2 separate regions of the Danio rerio genome follow, and region 1 is linked to region 2. The links are chromatin contacts, called in public HiChIP or PLAC-seq maps. All regions are on one chromosome and are shown on one strand. Each heading gives the region's core, a stretch centred on a gene start, on an enhancer-like site or on the middle of the called end of the contact. The rest is flanking DNA. Distances are from core to core; before and after follow the strand shown. Region 1 holds the start of sema5ba (sema domain, seven thrombospondin repeats (type 1 and type 1-like), transmembrane domain (TM) and short cytoplasmic domain, (semaphorin) 5Ba). Region 2 overlaps slc49a4 (solute carrier family 49 member 4).

Region 1 (5,304 bases), core at 1,967-4,466, 370 kb after region 2:
TGCCTTCATCAGGGTAACCATTTTTTGGTGAACTAACCCTTTAAGATGATCACTACTAGTTCACCTCTTTGTTCTATTTTTGGTTCAAATTAAGTATTCACATCCTTCACGATATCATACTTGAGAAGCAAATTAAGCTATTATGTTTCACTGCCTGATAATTTGATGCATTTTCCCTCATCAGCCACCACTTTGTAGAAATCTCAAATTAAATGTTTTATTTTTAAATGTTTTTTGGTAAAAGTTCACTTTCGCATGATCATTGAGAGGAATCAGACATTGTGGGTCACATTCAAAGGACAGACACTGACACATTTCAACACACAAGCATAAAAACCAAATTCCTAGAACGCTTTGTAGCAACTGTGTGCAAGCTCAGTTAATTCACAAACCAACAAACTGCGCGAGTCATACAAGCAAATGTAATGTTAATTATTAAACTGAACAAAATCTCCAACTTTCAAAGCACTCAGAAATGTGAACATTGTAGAGGCAGTGAGTTAATCTGTAAAATTAATAATAGATTTGCAAACCGAAATCTTCTCTTAGTGAATTTTTAAACATTAAAAAAAGTGAAGACGCATACTAAATTGTCCAGTTGTATCCCTGAATGATGATGTGAGTTTCTATGGCAATTCCGTTCAACTCCGTTCAGCAGGAATGACCAGCAATGGCAACATTTTTCACAATCACAACAGAAAAATTACAGATATACACTGTGATCCTCCTAATATGACGTCCAAAAATAATAACGGTTCCCAGAACTCAACAAGAATAACAACAGCTTGACATTCTCTATACACATGGATCTATAATGAAGGTCCACAGCAGGCTTCATTCCCTCCAATGGAAAGCATATTTAAACAGTCTGAATTGTTCATCCTTTTTATATTGAAAAAACATGCCATTCATCATATAGAAAACCAGTTTCAGCAGCAGCTTTGGTGTCTATTTATGTAATTGCATTTGAATGGAAGGAAAATCTAACATGCAGAGTGATGTAATGAAAATCACGGATCCTTTATGGTGGAATTAAGAGGCTAAGTTTTGAATCTGTACATTTTAATTTGAATTTCATCATTGTTTTGAAGCATGTGAATAAGCAAACATAAGGACAACACATTCATAATTATGAACTTTAAATCCACTTCACTTTTTTATAAAGTACTGAGGGATACATGAAGGTGCTCCACAGGATGATCAGCCTAACAGCGAACCTTGATGTTGTCCTGGGAGAGTTTGTGAGTTTGATCTATTAAAGCTCTTTGATTGCAGCTTAAAAGAACATCAAATGCATCTATAATTTTCCCTACTTACCCAACAATGTGAAATGTAAAGATTGGAACAGATTTGGCCGACTCAATCGTTTGCTTTTCAGAGTTTGAACAGACTTGTTGACGTTAAACTCAGATGAACCAAAGGGCCCTGATTAGCTGCTTCAGGTATGTTTGATTGCAGTTAAAGCTCCACGGGAAGGCAGATTTCCAGGATTTAGCGCCGCTGACTTAAACTGTGCCAGGCCAACAGGTGATTTTCCCTCTCTAGCTCAGGCGTTTGTGTATTATCTGCCATCTGTAATCATAGAGTGCGCTTAGCCTACAAGACTCGACACTGCCCCCTACCGTTTCTGACCAGCGGTGCAGTGCATGTCCAATACACCTGTTCTCCAGTTCGCGAAGACAAATCAAGCATCACAAACCAATGCAAGCAACAATTTCAACACAAACCCATATATATGAAATAACAAGTGAATTTAAAATGTCAGAACAACTGGATGAAAAAATTACAAAGCACAAAACTCATTACAAATATAGGAGGCTGAGAATAGACAAGTGATTTGCTACATAGACAATTAAAAATAAAATGTTCTATTATTATTATTATTATTATTATTATTATTATTATTATTATTATTATCGTTCCAGCGCCCTCACATATGACCTATATCAAAGAACTGTCATCAGATAGGATATTGCTTTGTTTGGGTTGCCTACTCGTTCTCATTGCTGACCATTGTATGTATCTCTAGGCTACTATTATTGGATATACCTTTTTATTGTACGCAGTCTCAGTTTTCCAGCCTGTTTTTGCTGCGAAAGTTAAAGAAAAGCGCTGTATATAATACATTTGTTGTTGCTGTTTGTTGAAACATCAACAGATTCCGTCATTCACATGGTTCTCTGACAGCTGACTGCCAGAATCGTTCACTCACAAACATACTGACTGAATGACCACCAAATACTGGTATGGTATTCAGATCCTAATAAACAGCGAACAGCTTGTCTTTTAACGCTAATAAAGTTTCACGAAAACACAAAGACAAATAGGTGACAGATGGATGCAAAATCCCTCCACCTTTACTAGGAGACTTATTTAAATATCTTTCGCAAAAGTAGGTTATTATCGATGATATTGTAGAGTATTTATCAAAGTAAATAAATGAGGAGAAACCTTCAAATGCCAAAGGAAGATAAAGGACGGTGTAAAACAGCGTGTTTTCCTCGGAGCTTGTGAAACCTTTCGATTCCAAAGCAAAATTCCTCGGATCCTGAACAGAACGTGAGCAGCGAGTAAATTCAGTGTCAGGATAAAAGAATACTATGGTGAATCCTGTTCATATAACAGCTAATAATAGCTTTATTAAAATGAGAGCAGAACACTAAAGACCAGAGATTTTTCAATGAGGGTTTTGTCATCACCACAAAGAAAGAAAATACACCCATAAACGAGAATTTGTTATATAAAGAAGTCTTAAATTATTCTAAAATACTTCTGTAATATTGTTACACATTTCTCGTTTAGCCAAATCCAACCCGCTGACAAATGTTTATTAAATATATGCTTTGCAATTTTGAAAATGTAAGGATTTAAAAAGAAAAGAAATTCAAATTCACAAATATTTACACATTTATTTTGTTCCCACAATAAAAAACCCCATATAAATTCGCTTAGAAATGTTAATAATGCAATCTAGCCACACAACTTTGGACCACAAAAGTTCTGAAAGTACTTCAGTCTCATCCTACTCGGAGAACATCAGAGGCGGTTTCTATAAATAACTCCATCTAAAGGTGAGGCAGTGGTATCCAAAAAGAGTATTTTACCTTCTGATGTTCTTCCTCTGAAGTCAAATCTGTCGTACGTAAAACGCAACGCATAAACCGCAATCTCCGCTTGGTGTAGTTCTCCTGTGCAGTATCCCTTTTCTGTGAATGACTTCCAACGATCGACCTGCAGCTGCTTTACTGCGCTGTGCTGGAAAGAGGAGGATACTACAGAAGGGCGGCTGCAATTCAAACGAATAGGGGTGCGAATTCTGTTCAGAAGCTACACCTTCAAATTGTGGCTCTGTGCTGATGAAGCTGATGAGTATTTGAGTTCACTTTTTACATGCAATTATTCAATGGAAAGTTTCTGTAAATCTATTTTTATGGCAATTGAGCAGTTGTGTATAAGGATTCAAAAACACCCCTATTTGCAGTCGGAATAGTCTGCCCCTAGAATCAGTGAGGTACCATGGCAATTAATTAACTGTTTGGATCTCACAATGCTTTCCAAACTGTTTTGGTATTTTGGGGTTCTGCTGTGGTTAAGTTAGAAAATCCTGATAAAGTACTGTGACCAGGGGCAGATTTAACCAAAAAGCGAGGTAAGCGGCCACTTAGGGCCCCCAGAAAGTCTGGGGGCCGCCAATAAATATCTAGAAGTATAAATTAAACTATATATATAAAACGTTGTTTTATATAATATTTTGTATGGTGAGAGTCAAATAAAATTATAATGTAATTAAAGATTATTATGAAATAAAATAATATTTTAATAATAATACTATTTAATAATAATATTATAAAATATTTTTATTTCATTTGCACAAATTTGTCCACCACCCCCAGTAATGAAAGTGTCCAGCAGTCAAATTTATTTTAAAAAAATGCATGTACTACTTTTTGTTGTAAATTCATTTTAAGAAGATCAAGGTTTGAGTGATATAAAAAACCTGCTAAATCAATAAAAATGAAATAAAAGTAGAAAGTGTGCATTTTACGACTGTTGTGCTCCATGGTTGGAATTGCTTAGAGCCCCCAAATCACTAAATCCGGCCCTGACTGTGACACGAGTTACTAAGTGGCCTCAAACTTGCATAAGCATTATGGTACTCAATTATTGCCATATGTACTGTATAGCTTTAATATGCAAGCTTTTCCTATACTTTTCAAAAGCACAAGGTGGAAAATATGTAGTATTATCGTTTTTACTAATATAAATTGACAAATCTGTATTGGGTTTGGTTAGGAGCAGGTTTGCACAGATGTCACTGAAAATTACACACCATTTGAATTTATAATATGGGACAAATAACAGCTTAACTTTGATGCATCTGACATAAACAGAATATTTGAAAACGTAGAGTCATGTTAAGATAGAAATATAAAATAAATCAACTAGAGAAGTGGTTCTCAAACTGTGGTACGTGTACCACTAGTGGTACGCGGGCTTACTTCTAGTTGTACGCGGAGGAATCACTGAGTAATGAAAGAAAAAATGAATACAATTTTAATCATTTGATGCGTTCGATAACACCGATGTGAGCAGCATTAGCTGTTCTCTAAAGCCTACAATCAACGTGCTGTGCTTAGAATGTTTACTTTAGTGCATCGCGTCATCTGCAGCTAAAAATCAATCCAAATGACGCAGAACTAGAGAAAGAGGGACGTGGTGCTTGCAGAGCAGATATGCGCTAGAGCAGTGGTCCAAAACCCTCAGGCCACAGACCGGCACCGGTCTATAGATCAATTAGTACCGGACTGCACAAAAAAATACTAATTATTTCCATTTTATTTATTATCTGTGTCAGAACAATCATTTATTTTGAAAAATCTTTTATTTAAAAAATGACCATATTCTCTTGTTACATCTCGGTCACTTAAGCATCATAATTTAACCCACAGGCTAGCAAAATGAGTAGGAACTGCAGCACGACACGCTTGCGTCTTCCAGGCATCCCCAGTTGAAAACATCTTAACTTTTCAGAATGCCGCTCTGCGAGTCACATGGTCAAGTTGTCAAATTGTATAAATATGAATATGCCTCGTTTTTGAACTGTGCAGTGCTGTAGCTGCTTAATTTGGCCAACTACGCTACTTTATTTCAATACTGGTCATTTTGGTGGTACTTGGAAAGACAATTTTTTTTGAGGTGGGCCTTGGTAAACAAAGTTTGAGAACCACTGAACTAGAGAGTAAATACATTTTGATATGCATAAAAGCTTGCCACTGGCTTGCTTGGTTTGGGACTTGGGGAGCT
Region 2 (5,078 bases), core at 1,773-4,272:
TAATGAATCAAACTTCTAAGAAATGTAATATTACATTTTCTATCTTTGATACCAACACCATCTAATAATATATAATTTTTAACTGTTAGCTTATATAGTTCACTGTAACCCTGCAAAAGCCTCGCAAGGCCTGCTGGTATTGTATTAATTATTATACTATAATATGTTATGTTATTAAAAAAACATGAATGCACAGCTTTTTTGTGTGTTTTCTTTGGGAGGAAAAACGCTTGCAAAAGTGAATATTTGCTGTTAACTTAATCCCTTTGCATGGGATTAGTATTATCTGTGGACATTGTATGATATAGAAATCCCCTCCCACCATGTGACTTTGCAACTGTGCATATTTCATAGTGTAACTGGAAGTTTACTCTCCAGACTCTTGTAATCATACTTAATACCATTGCTGGGGCCTAAATAAGAGCTAAATTGATTTAAAATAAGACACATCAAACATTAACATAAGATAAAAAAAAATATTTTTAAAACACTGTTTCTTATTTTTATTACAGTATGAATGAAAGAATCAAAGGCAGTGCACTAAGTGGTGTGCCTAACACTATAGCCTTTATTTGATTTTAATTACAACATAGTCTTACGCTTTATTGCTTAATTAAAGTAGGTTAACAGAATCAATTCAGTCTGGAATTCCTTGACCTTAATCTAGTGGGCAATATCTGTAGTCATTCTTTATACCTGAATTGTCAATTTTGCATTGTTTCCAGTCGTAATTGGCGAACGCAGAGTCGTAATGATCAGCTCGAGGTGTAGGATTTAGAATCATCTACGATCCAATTATGAGCTACGTGAGGGGTATCACAATGATTTCAATCAATGCAAATGTAGACCTGCTGTTTCTTTAGAGAGAAATCCACAGTGCATTGCATTCTAGCCCATTTCTTTAAAGGCATAGTTCACCCAAAAATAAAAAAATTATGTCATTTACTTACCTTTCACTTGTTTGAATTTCTTTTTTTTCTGTTCAGCACAAAAAAGATGGAAACATATAACCATTCACTTCCATAGTATTTGTTTTTCCTACTATGCAAGTCAATGGTTACAGGTTTTCATCTTTCTTCAAAATATATTAATTTGTCTTCAACAGAATAAAAACTCCAACTTTGGAACCCCTTGATAGAATAGTGTTATACACTGCCTGACAAAAGTCCTGTCGTCGGTCCCAGTTGTAAGAGCAACAAATAATAACTTGACTTCTAGTTGATCATTTGAAAAAGTGGCAAAAGGTAGATTTTTCAGATGAACCATCTGTTGAGCTGCATCCCAATCATTACTAAGACCTATTGGAACCCACATGGACCGAAGATTCTGACAGAAATCATTGAAGTTTGGGGAAGGAAAAATCATGGTTTGGGGTAACATTCAGTTTAGGAGCGTGTAAGAGATCTGTAGAGTAGATGGGGACATCAACAGTCTGAGGTATCAAGATATTTGTGCTGCACGTTACATAAACTACAGGAGAGGGCAAATTCTTCAGCAGGATAGCACTCCTTCTCATGCTTCAACCTCCACATCAAAGTTCCTGAAAGCAAAGAAGGTCATTGTGCTTAAGTTTTGGCCAGCCCAGTCACCAGAGATGAACATTATTGAGCATGTCTGGGGTAAGATGGAGGAGGCATTGAAGATAAATCCAAAGAATCTTTACTAACTCTGAGAGTCCTGCAAGAACGCTTTTTTTGCCATGATGACTTTATTATTAAGTTATTTGAGTCATTGGAGACATGTATGCATGCCGTCCTCCAAGCTCATGGGAGTCCTACACAATATTAATTCTTTTTCACTGCACCATGATTTTATATTCTATACTGTACTTTCTTTCTGTTAACTGACAAGACTTGTCGAAGCAAAGTCAGACTTTACTGTCCTAATGAAATAATTAAAAATCAACGCATGATCATATTTTATTTTGGTTAAATCAGCGTTATCTAGAGGCTCTTGCCTCATATAAGCCATTTCTGATACCAAACCATCAACCACAAGTTATTTGTTGTTCCTAAAACGTGGATAGGCGACAAGACTTTTGTCAGGTATTGTATATATTTTTTTAATTTATGTACTTTATCCCAGATATTTCGAGTATTGTTAAAATTTAACAAGGGACACAGGTGGTGTCCTATGTCAATGACATTAACATAATATTAAAATGTATCCAGCATGGTAAAACAGCTCTGCTTCTCCAAGTGATCACGATTGGAAGAACTAGAAGTGGCAGTCTTTTTCATAATAATAACTTTGCTGCTCTTGTGTCACGAGAGCTTGTTTGCAACCACTTAATGGTGAATAAATAATGAGTAAACGTTCATTTGGGGGGGAACTATCCCTTGATATATGGGATGAATATAGTATCACAGGCTAAAGTCCAGTCAAGAAACATATGAACACAATTCTGCAGAATGAGATGACATGTTGAAACAGAAGAGAAAGGCACATTTGAGGGAACCTTCACACAATATTTGATTGGGAATTGAGGATGGCACTGCTTGATCTATGGCTTAATTTAAACCAAAATCCTTTGTGGACTGTAAAGTTCAACAGGTGTGGGCTGTTTGAATGTTGCGTATTATGTGTGCAGACAAAACCAAATGCACTTGTGAGCCGGTTTTAAATCTAGGGCAAGTATATCATCAATCACCCACTTAGTACATCTTCAGAGGGGTTTATTTTTCCCTCCCTCAAACATTCGTTGACAAGCCACAGTCAAGAACTTCACATCTTCGTGAACAAGAATAGACCTTAAGACTTTTTGTTCAGTTAGTGACAATTGCTAGGAAGAAACTAGAGAGGAAAGCTTGACACAGGAAGCCTCTTGATCTTTACGACTGTGATTACCATGGAAGAAAAGATGATTTTGGTCTGGTTTTGTGAGTGTCTCTGCTGTAGAAAATGGAGAAATGTTTCAGTCAATCTCTATCTTCACCAATGCTGAAGATCTATTCTGAGGACAAGCACTGCGACGTTTACTCAGGCAGTTAGGCTATCACAAGTCTCCCCGCTGGGACTCAGTCATCCTGTCTCACTGATAAAGCTCTTTTGTTTCCCCTGCTATCAGACCTCACCTTTGTTAGACATGTAGGGAAGCAGTGATTTGTGGTTAGAAACCAGCAAAACCCACGTTTGGGGAAAGTACAGTTTTCAAATTTTAAATGCACAATATGTAATTTTTATTTATTTATTATTCAAATATTCCCACATAACCCACAAGAATACGGTTATAACATTTGCTGACTTACAATATGCCAAATGTTTTGATGAATATTTAAATTTAACAAGTGATACAGATGGTGTCCTGTGCTGATGACATTATAACAAAATAATAAAATGTATCTTAGCATGGTAGAACAGCTATGCTTCTCCACATGATCACGTTCGAAAGACCTGGAAGTGGTAGACTGTGTCATAATAAAAACTCTGCTGTGTACAGCATCAGCAATTGCTCTGTCATCTTATTTTGCTTTTTGATGGCTTTCAGCTTTAAGGTCTTAGCACACTGAAGTCTGACATTTTTTCGCATTCATGTACACAAACCTTGACACTGAGTCCGATGCGTATTAATTGATCAATTCCGAAAAAACGCAAAACCTTTTCGGAGTTAATTCAAGCAGTGATACTTTGTTCTCCTCTCTTCTCCAAAGTAGAATAGATGAATAGGCTACATGGGCTGTTTTGTTAATTCAATATTGCATAGAAAGGAAGGAGAGTTTTCCTTATCAAAGATCTGCGCTGGATTATCCCCAAACGCAAAGTTTATTACAGGAAATCAGTTGAATTTTGATACATTGCTTGTGATACTTTACACGTTTATGCATGTAAACAAATCTAAAACAGAGACTGGCTGTACCAAAGACATTTTATACATGGAGACTGTGCTGACAGTTCGGAGCAGCTGACCGAAGCGGACCATGAGGCATTTATCTTTCTATTATAATGTCTACACACACACACACACACACACACACACACACTAAACAGCAGCAGGGAGATGTGTGACAGTAACTGAATCTAGCATAGGGGATTTCAACTGTCCACCACATTCTGTCTTTAGTTTATGCTCAGTATTTGTCATAAAGTTATCTGTGGCTCAAGTGACCACATTCTGTATTTAGCTTTTCTCTTGTATGGTGGCTCTGATCTGTCAAAACTCCTCTCAAACTGCTTTTTCGGATGCAAAAAATTAAACCCAGTTTGATATTTAAATTATGATTTATTTATATTTTTATGACTGGTGAAAGTTTGTCAATAAAGCGTGTCAGTATGGCAGTGTTGTTAATAGAATGCGTCAATACGATTCAGCCTATCAGTGTGTCAATAGAGGCAGTGTGTCAATACGAATGACAATGTGAGGTTGATTTTTTTTTTTTTATGTGCAAAAATTACAGAAGAAAATTTTGAAATTGGTGTGCAATAACCTTTTACTTTGCTTAATACTGAAGTCTGATAACATGTAATAAAGACTTTAACTATCATGATTGCATACTGAGACTGCATCATTAAACTACGCCTTTGTTTGTTGTGATTATGTGCTTTCTAGTGGTGAAAATTACATATTGTACCTTTAATTGTTATAAGTGCATATTGGTCTCATTTGAAAACTTGGTTTCTCTTTAGCCACACTTGGTACTAAGCTGCTTTTATATTTTAAAAAAAAAATTATTGAAGGATGCTAAATACAGGTGTCAGCTGGATCGAAAATCCTTTGTGGTTAAAAACTTGACCACTACATTTTGGATAGATCACTTTGAAAGTCTAATTGCTCATGTGGTTGAATATTTTTGAACAGCCACAAAAGACCCCTTTGTCTACTGATCAAGCATGATTGTTATGGGTCGTGTTGTTAGAAAGTGCACCAAAACAAGTTAGATCACTTTAACCTTGCATAACTTAATTACCATTGTAAAAAGTTTTTATATTGTTTCTATAACATTATGAAAAACAGAAACCTGAACATTATTAAGTAGAATGCAAACTAGAATAAGCTTGATAATAAAAAATAATGTAAATTAGATAAAGGAATATGAGGTAAATTACCTAATGGTAAATTAGGGATAATGGAATATAATTAA

What was found. HiChIP or PLAC-seq counts read pairs in DNA pulled down with a chosen protein or histone mark.
Region 1: a contact with region 2 is called in an H3K4me3 HiChIP or PLAC-seq map of embryo, with 6 times the contacts expected there. The contact joins the promoter of sema5ba here to the enhancer-like site in region 2. A contact is called at or near these places in 4 of 18 Hi-C or Micro-C datasets (caudal fin, hematopoietic stem cells, skeletal muscle and 1 more) and 2 of 4 datasets of contacts at active chromatin or transcription factors (caudal fin and embryo).

The regions. Positions count from the first base shown.
Region 1 is chr9:39,458,478-39,463,781 of GRCz12tu, forward strand. It overlaps sema5ba (sema domain, seven thrombospondin repeats (type 1 and type 1-like), transmembrane domain (TM) and short cytoplasmic domain, (semaphorin) 5Ba), which reads right to left and starts at 3,217. Exons shown (of 23, transcript XM_679287.8): 1 at 3,105-3,217.
Region 2 is chr9:39,092,744-39,097,821 of GRCz12tu, forward strand. The region is part of intron 2 of slc49a4 (solute carrier family 49 member 4); the gene reads left to right. Among named protein-coding and RNA genes, the nearest start is that of slc49a4, 18 kb to the left of the region's middle. Within about 2 kb of position 3,023, at least 4 of the 62 cell types and tissues checked have an H3K27ac peak or open chromatin away from gene starts, as enhancers often do.